4 separate regions of the Sus scrofa genome follow, and regions 2, 3 and 4 are each linked to region 1. Evidence: chromatin contacts called from public Hi-C and targeted proximity ligation data. All regions are on one chromosome and are shown on one strand. The core of a region is the stretch at or near the end of the contact, and the rest is flanking DNA. Distances in the headings are between cores, read along the strand shown.

Evidence for each region. Hi-C and Micro-C count contacts between places; a contact is called where the count stands out from the background.
Region 2: a contact with region 1 is called in a targeted proximity ligation map of skeletal muscle, with 5 times the contacts expected there. A contact is called at or near these places in 19 of 47 Hi-C or Micro-C datasets (alveolar macrophages, embryonic fibroblasts, epiblast stem cells and 11 more) and 1 of 2 datasets of targeted methods (skeletal muscle).
Region 3: a targeted proximity ligation map of skeletal muscle shows a contact between it and region 1. A contact is called at or near these places in 11 of 47 Hi-C or Micro-C datasets (alveolar macrophages, embryonic fibroblasts, liver and 5 more) and 1 of 2 datasets of targeted methods (skeletal muscle).
Region 4: a Hi-C map of skeletal muscle shows a contact between it and region 1, with 6 times the contacts expected there. A contact is called at or near these places in 4 of 47 Hi-C or Micro-C datasets (embryonic fibroblasts, liver and skeletal muscle) and 1 of 2 datasets of targeted methods (skeletal muscle).

Annotation. Positions count from the first base shown.
Region 1 is chr4:33,770,157-33,773,306 of Sscrofa11.1, reverse strand. CTHRC1 (collagen triple helix repeat-containing protein 1) reads left to right here and starts at 1,682. Exons shown (of 4, transcript XM_003125535.5): 1 at 1,682-1,993. The coding sequence starts at 1,841.
Region 2 is chr4:34,018,188-34,021,337 of Sscrofa11.1, reverse strand. No RefSeq gene overlaps it. Among named protein-coding and RNA genes, the nearest start is that of BAALC, 36 kb to the right of the region's middle.
Region 3 is chr4:33,923,140-33,926,289 of Sscrofa11.1, reverse strand. The region is part of intron 1 of BAALC (brain and acute leukemia, cytoplasmic); the gene reads left to right. Among named protein-coding and RNA genes, the nearest start is that of BAALC, 59 kb to the left of the region's middle.
Region 4 is chr4:33,903,041-33,906,190 of Sscrofa11.1, reverse strand. All of the region lies in intron 2 of BAALC (brain and acute leukemia, cytoplasmic), which reads left to right. Among named protein-coding and RNA genes, the nearest start is that of FZD6, 60 kb to the right of the region's middle.

The DNA.
Region 1 (3,150 bases), core at 433-2,932:
CTAACTGCTGAAACTCCAGTCTCGACTTGAAATTTACACAGAGAGGACCATCTGAAGAAACCCTGTGGTAGCAGCAGCAGCAATAACAGCAGGAAGAATTGTGTTTGGATAGAAGACAGACTCTCTGGTGGTGTCCTCTCCTCTCCAGTCTGTAAACTGCTGCTACCACACTGGTTTGGCTCCATAAGGGCATGAGCTGAGACCTTGTTCAGCTTAACACAGAGCAGGTTTCAGGGCTGAGCAACTTGTGTGGCTGCACTTGGAAGGGTCCCAAGCTTGGTGTGCTACTCTGTTAACTCTGTCTTGAAATTCTTAATTTTTTAACAAAGGACCCTGCATTTTTATTTTGCACTGAGTGCCACATATTACGCAGCCAGTCCTGGCTTTAGAACCCTTTTGGATAGTTAGTTGCTTCTTCTGACAAACAGGAGTGGCATTTACCTGTACATAGGGACTGGCCCAGCAATGAACATTCCTAGAACTGCCCTGAACTGCTCCCCTTCCAAACTGTTCTTTCTCTTTATTTTTTACTTTTTTAATTTATTTTTTGGTCTTTTTGCCATTTCTGGGGCCACTCCTGCAGCATATGGAGGTTCCCAGGCTTGGGGTCTAATTGGAGCTATTGCTGTCGGCCTACGCCAGAGCCACAGCAACGCAGGATCCGAGCCGTGTCTGCAGCCTACACCACAGCTCATGGCAACACCAGATCCTTAGTCCACTGAGCAAGGCCAGGGATGGAACTCGCAACCTCATGGATCCTAGTCCGATTCATTAACCACTGCACCACTACGGGAACTCCGTGTTTCTTCTCTTTAACATCCATTTGTTGAGCCCAGTATAATTTTCCAGAATCTGGCTAGGCCAGAAAGAGAAAGTGCTGAGTTGAATTTGACTTCAGCAGCAGTGCTATTCTGTCAGCAACCTCCATGTTGCTACAGGTGTGGCAAGACTTCTGTCCTGCCTGATTTCAGCCCATGGTGTATAAAGAAGCTCCAGCTTGACCCTAGCTGGTGGGTTGCCTGGGTCCCTGTGGATACTTTCTTCCAGAATAGATAGAGGAGGACAGAGGGAGTTAGAAAAAGATAATTAGCAGGCAGAGATCAAGAGCGATTGCTCAAAAGTGGTCTTCTACCACTCACTGTTGCTTAACCTCCCTGAACCTCAGTTTCCCCGTCTGTGAATGGGGCCAGCAGAGGAGGCATCAGCTCCCACAGGATTGTCAAGAGGACAGAGAGGATGTGTAAAGGCCTGCATGGTTCCTGGAGCTTACTAAGTGTTGACACTTGTTACGAAGGATAGGTTCTTAATTATTTGGAGCATGGCCCCCTGGAAGAATATGGTATCTATGGGTCCGTCCCACCCCACCTAATTCCCCCACCGGTGCCAGGGATCTGACTCAGGTATTCTTGGACCCAGGTGAAGGCACGTGCCTCTACAAAGTTCATTTAGGCGGTGCGGTCTCCACTCCGGCCTCCTCGAAGCCTCTACCTGTGGTTCGCTGAGCCCGGGCTCCGCAGGCGGCCCATCCACGAGGTAGGCGCTGCCCGCGAGGGTCCCGACGAGCTGAGCTGCCCAGGGAGGGGGCGGGCCCGGCCGTCGGCCCGCCCCACGTCGGGCTCCGGGTGGGGGCTCCGACCTATTACGGGATGGAAACTCCGGTGTCGGGGGTGTGGGGGGGGCGGGAGGGAGATGGAGAGGGAGGGAAGCAGGCGAGTGAAAGGCTCATTGATGCAGCCGGCGGCGGCCTCGGAGTGCGGCGGGGCCAGACTGTGATCACGTCCCGGCTCCCTGGTCTCCTCCTCCGCCTCTCTGCTCCGCGCGTCCGGGGCCGCCGCGCGCCATGCGCCCCCAGGGCCCCGCCGCCGCCTGCCCGCAGAGGCTCCTAGGCCTCCTGCTGCTCCTGCTGCTGCAGCCGCAGGCGCCGTCGAGCGCCTCCGAGACCCCCAAGGGGAAGCAAAAGGCGCTGCTCCGGCAGAGGGAGGTGGTGGACGTGGTGAGTCCGGTGGAGGGGCAGAGCCGCGGAATGGGGATGGGCAGGGGGCTGTCTGCACTGCTGGGTGTTTTGCTTGCGGTGCGGGGTGGGGGTTCCGCTTTGTCTGCGTTTGCGTGTAAGGGAGGACCCAAGCAATGAGGGTAGTGGAATCCTGGAACTCTCATGGGGGGACCGAGATGAGCGGGCCATAGTGGTCGGGAGTCGCGCCGTGGGTCGGGTGGGACGCCTTGAAGTAAGAGATAATTTTTGGCCCGATAATTTCTGGCCTCTGAGACCACCGCATCCCCGACCCGGGAGGAAGAAGAGGGTTAAGGCGACCGTGGGAGTAGAATCAGGAGCTTGGGTTGGTTAGAACGTGGGCCAGGAAGCTGCCTGGGAGACCCTGGACCCGCTGATCCCCTGGGTGAGCCTGAACCAGGGACGTGCAACGTGTCCTTTGTTGGGGCTGGTGGCCACGTCTGCCAGCAGGAGAGAATAACAACCCTCACTCAGCATCCGTCCAACTCTTTGTAACTTGACGACAGTGAGTCATGTTGGGTCATCTTCCTAGGGAGCATAAGCTGCAATTTACTTTGTTGGACGCCCGCAGCTGGGCCAGGAACGGTTCAGCGGGTCAAATGAAGGGGCCCAGCACTAACCCTCCAAGGACTCATTTCATTGTTCTGTTTAGCCTGACGGGCAGTCGGTCCTCCCAGACACCCCATTTCTTCAGCCTGTGGCCACCAGGCAGAAACATCACAGCCAAACTAAAAGAGAAGCAAATAAATAACCCAAGTGCTTTTTGAGAGCCACCTCTATGGGAGGGTATATTTGTTTAAAGCTCTTCTCCTTCTAAAAGTCAACAAGCCCAGTGAAGGGCAGAGCAGTTCTCTGTTTGGTAGTAGAGGTGATCCTTTCAGAACTGCCATATTCCTTTGGCATATAACAAACTTCAATCCTTATTCCCACCTTATTTGCAGACAAATACAAGTTATGGGCATATATAAGAGGGGGCATATTTTGATTTAAAAAAAACTGTATCAAATTTGTTAAGCTGCCATTGTAAACTGAGCTAATAAACCAAGATTCCTGGCAGCTAGTTCTGGAAAAGAAAATTCCTGCCATTTCATATTGCACTTTTTGCTGATGTGCTATGTAATTTTGCTCCACGTGGGAGA
Region 2 (3,150 bases), core at 473-2,972, 250 kb before region 1:
CCTTCCCCCAGTCGCTCTCGCACTTGGTTGTACGTCAGAATTCCCTGCAGGGCATAGGACCCCACAGGTTGTCGGTCCCACCCCAGAGCTTCTGACTCTGCAGGTCTGGGGCCCAAGGTCTTGCATCTGACGGAGTCCCAGGTGATGCTGACGGATGGGTTCCACGTGCTGCTGCTGCTGCTGCTGCAGAGCCCGCACTTGGACACTGGCATTGCTGGGTTTTCAGACTCTTCCTGGGAGCCCTCCTTAAGGTCATTCACTGTGTCTCATGGATTCTGAAATCCTGTCTCTCATTTCCACATCTCTTCCGTCTGGCAAGTAGATGTCCTTTGAACTTGTCTTCAGCATTTTTTGGAAGGGGCACTTTTTTTTTTTTTTTTTTTTTGCCTTTTCTAGGGCCGCACCTGCAGCACATGGAAGTTCCCAGGCTAGGGGTCCAATCGGAGCTGTAGCTGCTGCTCTACACCACAGCTCACAGCAACGCCAGATCCTTAACCCACTGAGCAAGGCCAGGGATTGAACCCGCAACCTCATGGTTCCTAGTCAGATTCATTAATCACTGCGCCACGACGGGAACTCCTGGAAGGGGCACTTTTAGTATTTAGGATGTGGCAGTTCTCTCTTGAATAGACAGTCCTGTGCCTTGAAGGAAGTTTGGTCCCCCTGCCAGCCACTGGAACAACCAAAACAACACCCCACCAATACCTCCAAATGCCCCCGGGCTGTGATACTGTCCCTGTGAGAAGCCTTAGATTCCGCCCATTCTCTATCCCCTGGATCCTGGCACACACCTGGTCAATCAAGCAGAGTCCTCCCCTCTGCCTCAGCCTTCCTCGCTTTGAATTGGTCATCAGTTTTCATCCATTATTTCTAAAATAGCTCTTAATTCTCTTTCCTCCTTTGTATTATACATTGTATTATTAAAAGCACAGGTTTTGAAGCCTGGCCCCTTGCAAAAGTTCACATTAAAATCTCGGGCCATTTAATAGCTGTGTGACCTTAGGCAAGCTAACAAACCTCTCTGAGTCTCCGTTTCTCTGTAAAGGAAGGTAAGCACTCCTTTGCAGGGTTATTGGGAAGGTTAGCAGTGAGAAACACGGCGCTCTCTTCTCTGACAGATGGCTCACTCAGTACCTAATAGCTCTTTCCATGGGCCTGAGAATTTCTACCGCAGATCGCTGAGGCTGCCCTTCCCTGTCTCTAGTTCCAGGGCCTTAACTCCGGCTTGTACTGCTGTGGAGTAGCTGCTCAAAGGCAGGTTTTAAATGCAGAGGTCACTCTGCTTGGGCATCCTCATGCATCTCCATCGCGTACACAGTTGACCTGAACTTCTTAGTGGGACCTACAGAGCTCTTTGGAAATACAATTCCAACCCAGTGTTCCAGCCTTACTCCCGTCTGTCAGTCGGCTCCCTCCGCTCACCTGCCTCCCCTCAACAGGCAGGTGCGTGCACACAACACACCTCCTGTCTGTTTCTCAGTGAGTCACTGTCCCCACCCCCTCCCCATTTCCCACTTTCCTGGGCCTGAAACCCCCTCCTTCTGGGCCAGCTCATGTCCTTTCCCCCTCCCTGTGGAGTCTCCTCTCTCTCTGCCAAGGAGCACAGGCCCTGGGGTGACACACCCTTGGCTGCATCTCAAATCAGCCACTCCAGGCACCTGCCTCTCTGGTCACTGAGATCCCATCATGAAGGCACCTTAGTCCAACTCCCAGCAGGGGCCAGGCTGGCAGAGAACCCCTGGGGCCTTCCCCCCTCCCTCAGGCCTTTCCCCTTTGAGAGTCACTGGCCAGGGCCATGCCATCTTATGTGTTTTCTGTCACTGCCAGAACCAGTTACCACACACTCAGTGGCTGGGACAGCACAGGCGTATCATCTTAGAGTTCAGTAGGTCAGGATCTCGCCCAGGTCACACCAGCAAAATCCAGGTGTCGGCAGGGCTGCTTTCCTTCCTGGAGGCTTTACGGGATGACCCGCTTCCTTGCTTCCTTGTTTGTGTTGTTGGCAGAATTCCATTCTGTGAGGTTGTGAGACTCAGGTCCCATTTCCTTACTGGCCATTGGCTGGGGGCCACCCTTGGCAACTCGCGGGCTCTCTCGTCCTTGCATGTGACTCCTTAGAGCACAGAACCAGCAGTGGAGCCTCAAATTCTTCTCACCCTGCAGCTCTGGTCACATTCTTCTCACCCTGCAGCTCTGGTCCACCGTCTGCCTCTGTCTTCCATTCTGCAAGGACCCTGTGACTCCATCAGGCCCACCTGGGTAATCCAGGATACTCTTTCCATCTTGAGGTTCCATAACCATTTTTTTTTAAATGGTTTTTGGTTTTTTCCATTATAGCTGGTTTACAGTGTTCTGTCAATTTTCTACTGCACAGCAAGGTGACCCAGTCACACATACATGTATATATTCCTTTGTCTCACATTATCATGCTCCACCACAAGTGACTAGATATAGTTCCCAGAGCTACACAGCAGGATCTCATTGCTAATCCTTTCCAAAGGCCATAGTTTTAATCTATTATCCCCAAATTCCCACTCTGTCCCACTCCCACCTCCTCCCCCTTGGCAACCACAAGTCTGTTCTCCAAGTCTATGATCTTTTCTGTGGAAAGGTTCCTTTGTGCCACATATTAGATTCCAGATATAAGTGATGCCATATGGCATTTGTCTTTCTCTTTACAACTTCACTTAGTAAGAGAGTCTCTAGTTCCATCCATGTTCTGCAAATGGCTTTATTTTGGGGTTTTTTTTATGGCTGAGTAAGTATTCCATTGTGTATACATACCACATCTTAATCCATTCATCTGTCAATAGACATTCATCTTGGCTGCTGTGAATAGCGCTGTAACAAACATTCAGGTACTTGTGTATTTTTTTAAGGAAAGTTTTGTTTGGATATATGTCAAGAGTGGGATTGCTGGGTCTTATGGTAGTTCTAGAGGTTCCATAACTTAATCGTGCCTGTAAAGTCTTGTTTGCCAGGTAAAGTCACATGTTCCAAGGTTCCAGGGACTATGGACATCTTTGAGGGCCCTTAATTATGCCTGCCACACCTGTCATTTCTGTAAGCTTTCTGAACTGTCAGAAATAGACTCACAGACATGGAAAACAAACATACAGTTACCAAAGGGGAAAAGAGGGGAGAGAGATA
Region 3 (3,150 bases), core at 405-2,904, 150 kb before region 1:
ATTGCTGTGGCTCTGGCGTAGGCCGGCAGCTACAGCTCCGATTCGACCCCTAGCCTGGGAACCTCCATATGCTGCGGGAAGCGGCCCTAAAAATGGCAAAAAGACCAAAAGAAAAAAAAAAAAATTAGGATACCTAAAGCATACAACATGACTTGATATACATGTACACTGTGAAGGAATTTCCCCCTGTTGAATTAATTAACACATATTCATCACCTAAGTGCTTAGCAAATTTCAATTATACAATAATATTATCTACTGCAGTCACCATGCTATGCAGTAGATCCTCAGACCTTATTCATCGTACAGCTGAAAGTTTGCACCCTTTTACCAACTTCTCCGTATTTTCCCCACCCTCAGTCCCTGGCATCACTTTTCTGCTCTCTTTCCATGAGCGTAACTTGTTAAGGTCCCACATAGAAGTGACACCATGCAGTGTTTGTCTCTGGCCTCTTTCGCTGAGCATAGAGCCCTCCAGGTTCATCCATTTTCACAAATGGCAGGATTTGGGAAGGAGTTTACTTTTGATGCATAACAAAACCTCTTTTTTTTGGGTCTTTTCTAGGCCCACACCCGCAGCATATGGAGGTTCCCAGGCCAGGGGTCCAATCGGAGCTGTAGCCTCTGGCCTACACCACAGCCACAGCAACTTGGGATCCGAACCGCATCTGCGACCTATACCACAGCTCATGGCAATGCCAGATCCTTAACCCACTGAGCAAGGCCAGGGGTCAAACCTGCAACCTCATGGTTCCTAGTCAGATTCGTTAACCACCGTGCCACGATATGAACTCCATAACAAAACCTCTTTAAAATTCTCTGTCTCAAACTTTTTTATAAACCAGGCAGTGGCTCCCTCCTCCCTAAATCTCTCTCCTTCCTCTTTCTGTTCCTGACACTACTTTTCTGCTCCCTGCTCCTTCGCCACCTAAAGCCTAACAAATAAGTCAGCCTAATGTCCTTCTGTCCTTTGCTTTCTCTTCCACCAGTTAACTAGCTGGATTCCTCAACTCAGAAGCAAGTCATGAGGTCATTCTAGGTACCAGAATCCTCTCTGCCTTTAAAAGATTGGGCAAGTGGAGAGAGGTGAATTTAAGTGACCATGCTTTTTCTCCTGGAACTATTAAACCTTAGTGCTAATCATATGTAAAAAATACTCTTCCCCTGGTTAAGGAATTTCAAGCATCAGTGGAAAAGACGGAGCACTTTGGAGGCTGGGACTTCTTTGCACAAAGTTGGCCCTGCAGACCTTCTAGCCTGGAATCAAAGGCCCAGAGTCTGGCCCTTGGCAACTTCCCAAGGCCCCACTATCAGTGCTCCCCTCCCCAGCAGCAGTGCAGCCATCTGTAGAGAGAGGAAAGGAAAGCCCAGTGTGACTCACCTCTCGCCTGTACTGTCGCCAGCCCCCATGCAGCATTGCCTGGCCCTGTCACCAGCCCTTCCTGTAGCTGGGTCCAGGGTGACCTTACTGAGCAGAAGTTGTTAGACAACTGCTTTTGCCGGAGGGCTGTGGCCGTCCTGATGAGGGAAAGCCATCCCTCGTTCCTGTAGCATGAGCCCCCAAATGGAATCTGGGGGGACCTACAGTACCGCCTTTGCGTTTGCACTCGGTCCCAAATCTTGGAGAGACATCCACCTTGATGGGGGCGGGGGCTGGGAGTCACAGTAACCCTCTGTGTGCAGCGAGTGGCCAGCAGCGTTGACAGGTCTCTCCCGGGAGCTGATCATGCTGTTTGCGTGAGCTCTTTCGTTCGTCCTGGTGCCTCCACAGGCAAGGGAACAGCTGGCACGCTGCATGTTTGCACTTGCTTCTTTGGGGATCTCAGCTGTTACGTCAAGGGAGTGACAATCTACACTGAATGCGCAGAGGTTTGTGTGACAGCTTCTTCCTGAGTGATGATGCTAGTTCTGGCAGCCTGCTCAGTGGTCCCTGCCAACATTTCTTTCTTTCTTTTTTTTTTTTTTGGTGGTGTGTGTGTGTCTTTTTGCCATTTCTTGGGCTGCTCCTGCAGCATATGGAGTTTCCCAGGCTAGGGGTTGAATCAGAGATGCAGCTGCCAGCCTATGCCAGAGCCACAGCAACGCAGGATCCGAGCCACGTCTGCAGCCTACACCACAGCTCTTGGCAAAGCCAGATCCTTAACCCACTGAGCAAGGGCAAGGATCAAACCCGCAACCTCATGGTTCCTAGTCGGATTCGCCAACCACTGAGCCACGATGGGAACTCCTGCCAACATTTCTTGAACGCCTAATACATGCTAGACCTGGTGATGAACAAGACAGGCTTGGTCCATGGCTCCATGGAGCCACCAGACTCATGGGGCAGACAGGCCTGGAACCAAAACTCCCAACAACCACGAGTGTTCCAGAGAAGTATGAGGTTCTGTGGGAGGGAAACAGGAACCCTACCTAGTGTGAGGAGGGGTCTGGGAAGGACCCCGGAGGGAGGGAGTGATGTTAGGGTGACACAAAGAATCCGCCAGGCCATGGCAAGAGCGTCATGAATAGAAGGGACCACATGTCCAGGCAGGGAGGTGCCTCTGACATCCACCAAGGCAGGAGCTTAGAGAACAGCAGGGAGAGGGTGAGCCCATGACCCCTGCTGAGAAGGCACACTCACCAAGAGCTTTACAGATGAGAAGGGATTGGGGACTTTATCCTGAAGGCATGGAGACATCCATGAAGGGCTGGGCTGGGATCAGATTCCTAAGTTCTGGAAGATTGCATCCACAGCCACCATCCCTTCTCTGGGTTGGCAGCCTCTCAGTCCCTTGATGCCAGAAACACCCTGGCTTTGTGAGCTTTCCTGGAAGAATTTTCCATCCCCAAGCAGGTAGTCATGATACCATCTGGGGTAGAGATTGTCCGAGGCCAACTGGCTGCACCCCAGACATGGGAGATGCTGTGTGTTGAAAACGAGGCTGGCAGTGTTTTCCAAGTGTTAGACTCTTCAGTGGGAAACCCGGGGGCTTGAGCACCTGGCAGGAGGACAATTTCAGGGATCCGATGGGTAGAAAATGCACCGGGGTAGTATAATTGAATCTACATGTCTCCTCAGTGCCTGTGTTTCAGTGAGACCTACTTTGAGTCTGTTGGCAAGTTGCTTGGATTCTAAAGACCTGCTCCACCCTAGAGGGTAAGACCTCTGAG
Region 4 (3,150 bases), core at 286-2,785, 130 kb before region 1:
CAAGCATATTTCCTGTCTCTGCTCACATCCTACCATCTAACCTCCTCTTAGCCAAATTCACATGGACAAGCCCAGCATCAACAGGACAAGGAAATGCCCTCTGTCCCCAGTGGAGAGACAGCAAAGGATTAGGGACAGCCTACCACATATAATGTACACCTAGAAAAATGTACAAATCAGTCATAAGTGCAATGAATTTTAATAAAGTGACACACCCATGTAACATCTTCCATGAGGAGACACAGGACAGTGTCAATACTCCAAAAATCCCCCTTGTGCCCCTCACTGCAGTGACTGGGATGTGCCAGTCACTGTCCACCCCCCACAACATAACCAGTCTTCTGACATCTAGCATTAGCGACCAGTGTATTTTATTTTTGACCTTGATAAATGGAATCATGCCGTGTGCACTCTTTCGTGTCTGGCGTCTTTTGTTCAACATTATGCTGGTGAGAATCAGCCATGATGTTGTGGGTTGCAAAAATTTTCTCATTCGCATCGTTATGTGTATTCCACTAAATGAATACACCGCAATGCAACCATTCGCCTTGAAGGACATTTGGGTTGTTTCCAGTTCAGGGCTGTTCTGAACAGCATAGCTGTGGCCATTCTTGTGACTGTCCTTTGGTGGACATTCACTTCTCAGGGGTGTGTACCCAGGAGTAGAATTCCTGCCGCACAGGATGGGGATATGTTTGACTTTAATAGTTACTGCCAAAGTGGTTACACGACTTTACACACTAACCAGCAGCAGATGGTTCCAGTTATGGACCGTAGGAATGTAAGGCCAGTAAATTGTGCTCAGTCCTGTCTTTCTTAGGCCCTTAGGTGTGGTGTAGGCTGCTAAGCACTCGTTGTATTAACTCATCTAATCCTCATAATGACTCTGCGATATTAGGATTGTTGTCTGCAGTTCACGGATGAGATGGGAGACTCAGAGGTGGCTCAGGAAAGCCCTCCCACAGCACCCATGAACATACCTGGGGGCTTGTGTGGTAGTCTTAAAAGGGAGCCAGAGGAGCTGGCCCCTCTAGAGCTTTAGCCACAGTAGAAACCGAGCTGCAAGGGAGTGAGAAGCACACACACCTGACCAACACAGCACGGGGGCGGGGGGGGGGGGCCCGCAGATGGCACACACTGATAAGCCAACGTCACAGCTTTTGTTTTCACAATTCAATGAACAATGCTGTGTTGCAAGTATTTCCAAAATAAGATCAGGGAGCAGATAGCTTCAGTTGTACGATTTGAGATCATTGCTGAAATGCATCAGTGGACTTGCTGGGACCTCACCAGCCACTGGGCGCCCTGACTTCCTCAAAAGCAAAGGTTTGCTGCCTAAGGGATCCGCTGGTCTACCTCTGGTTATAGTTTCTGTCAGCAGAGCCATCTCGTACCAACTTGGGGCTCGGCTGCCAAGAATCTGCCCCAAGAAAAGAATTTTCTTCCTGTTCTCTCCAGGGCTTTCTATATACTGTCTCTTCCCAGCTTGTCTCATATCCAGGCTAATGCTTCCTGTGTTTTCTGTGTCTGACGCAGGCAGTATCCACTCTTCCTTAGCTCCTCCAAAATGACCTGTTAATACTTCACAGCATTGCCTGGACATCATCAGGCCACTGTTTGACAGTTCCTTGGCACTTTTGTAATTTTTTTTAAGCCTTCCTTCTCTAGAAGAACCTTTTCATGAAGCGTGCATCTTCATGCACATGTCTACACAGTGTTCCCATTTAGATTGCAAAGCGAATTTGTTGAAGGCCATCCTTTCTGGGCCTGGAAATTTTCCTCATCAGTTCCTGTAAGCACTCTTTGGATTCATTCATCTATGTTTGTCAACTGAGCGCCATCTGGCACTGTTCTAAGGCCAAGGATCCACGAGTAGGACGGGCACACATGCCCTTTGCTCTGAAGCAGCTGCCAGTTTTAGTGGTGCTGAGTGTGGGGAAGTCAGATACTACAGAATAAATGAACAAAGTCTTATAGATTTGAAATGGTGCTGTGATGGAAATAAAAGGCCACTTGTGGGGGTAACAACCAGTGGACTTAACATAGATGTGAAAAAAAATAAAATAAAAGGGAGTTCCTGTTGTGGCTCAGGGAGTTGAGAACCTGACTAGCATCCATGAGGATGGGGGTATAATCCCTGGCCTTGCTTAGTGACTTAAGGATCCGTCGTTGCCGTGAGCTGTGGTGTAGGTTGCAGATGCGGCTCGGGTCCTGCATGGTTGTGGCTGTGGCTGTGGTGTAGACTGGCAGCTACAGCTCCAGTTCAACCCCTAGCCTGGGAACTTCCATATGCTGCAGGAGCAGCCATTAAAAAAAAAAAACAAAAATAAAAATAAAATTAAAAAAGCAACATAGATGTGATCCCACAGATCGCTTTCTAAGGGCCAAGAGGGGCAACTGATGTCGCTAATGGCTATGAGCGACAGCAGCTTGTGTTCAGAGCCCTTCCCCACTCCGGGTCCCACCAAACAAACCACATCCTCCCTCTTTCAGTTCCTTCTGGCCTCGGTCTCATGCCTGGTGTTCATAGGTGCTAACCGGCAGAAAAAATGATCTTTCACAAGTTGCAACTGTCTCAGTGGGGCGCTCTCTCCCTTTCTCTGTTAAACATTGATTCGCTCCAGTCACTCGGGACCTTTTTGGCTGCACAGCCTCTGATAAATCACTGACTGTCTCCTCCCCACCCTCTCCTTCCCTGAGCTCAACAAACAGCTCAAGCGGATTCTCTCCTGCTAATTATTTGCTCAGGAATTCTGGGCCACCTCCAGATGTTTACTCTCTGACCTGAATGTGCCACCTCTTCAGAACGTGCCATCTCTTCAGGCTTAGAAGTCTTGTTTTTCTCCTCCAGAGCTGCCTCCTCAAGAACCCAGCTCAGGCACAAAAGTGGATGTGGATGTAGCTCTGGACTGGCCTCCCACGAGCCTTCACGTCCTCAGAAGCTGCATCTTTTTTTTTTTTTTTGTCTTTTTCTAGGGCCGCACCCGAGGCATATGGAGGTTCCCAGGCTAGGGGTCTAATTGGAGCTGTAGCCGCCAGCCTACACCAGAGCCACAGCAACGTAGGGTCTGAGCCACGTCTTTGACCTACACCACAGCTCACGGCAAGGCTGGATCCTTAACCCACTGAGCGAAGCCAGGGATGGAATGG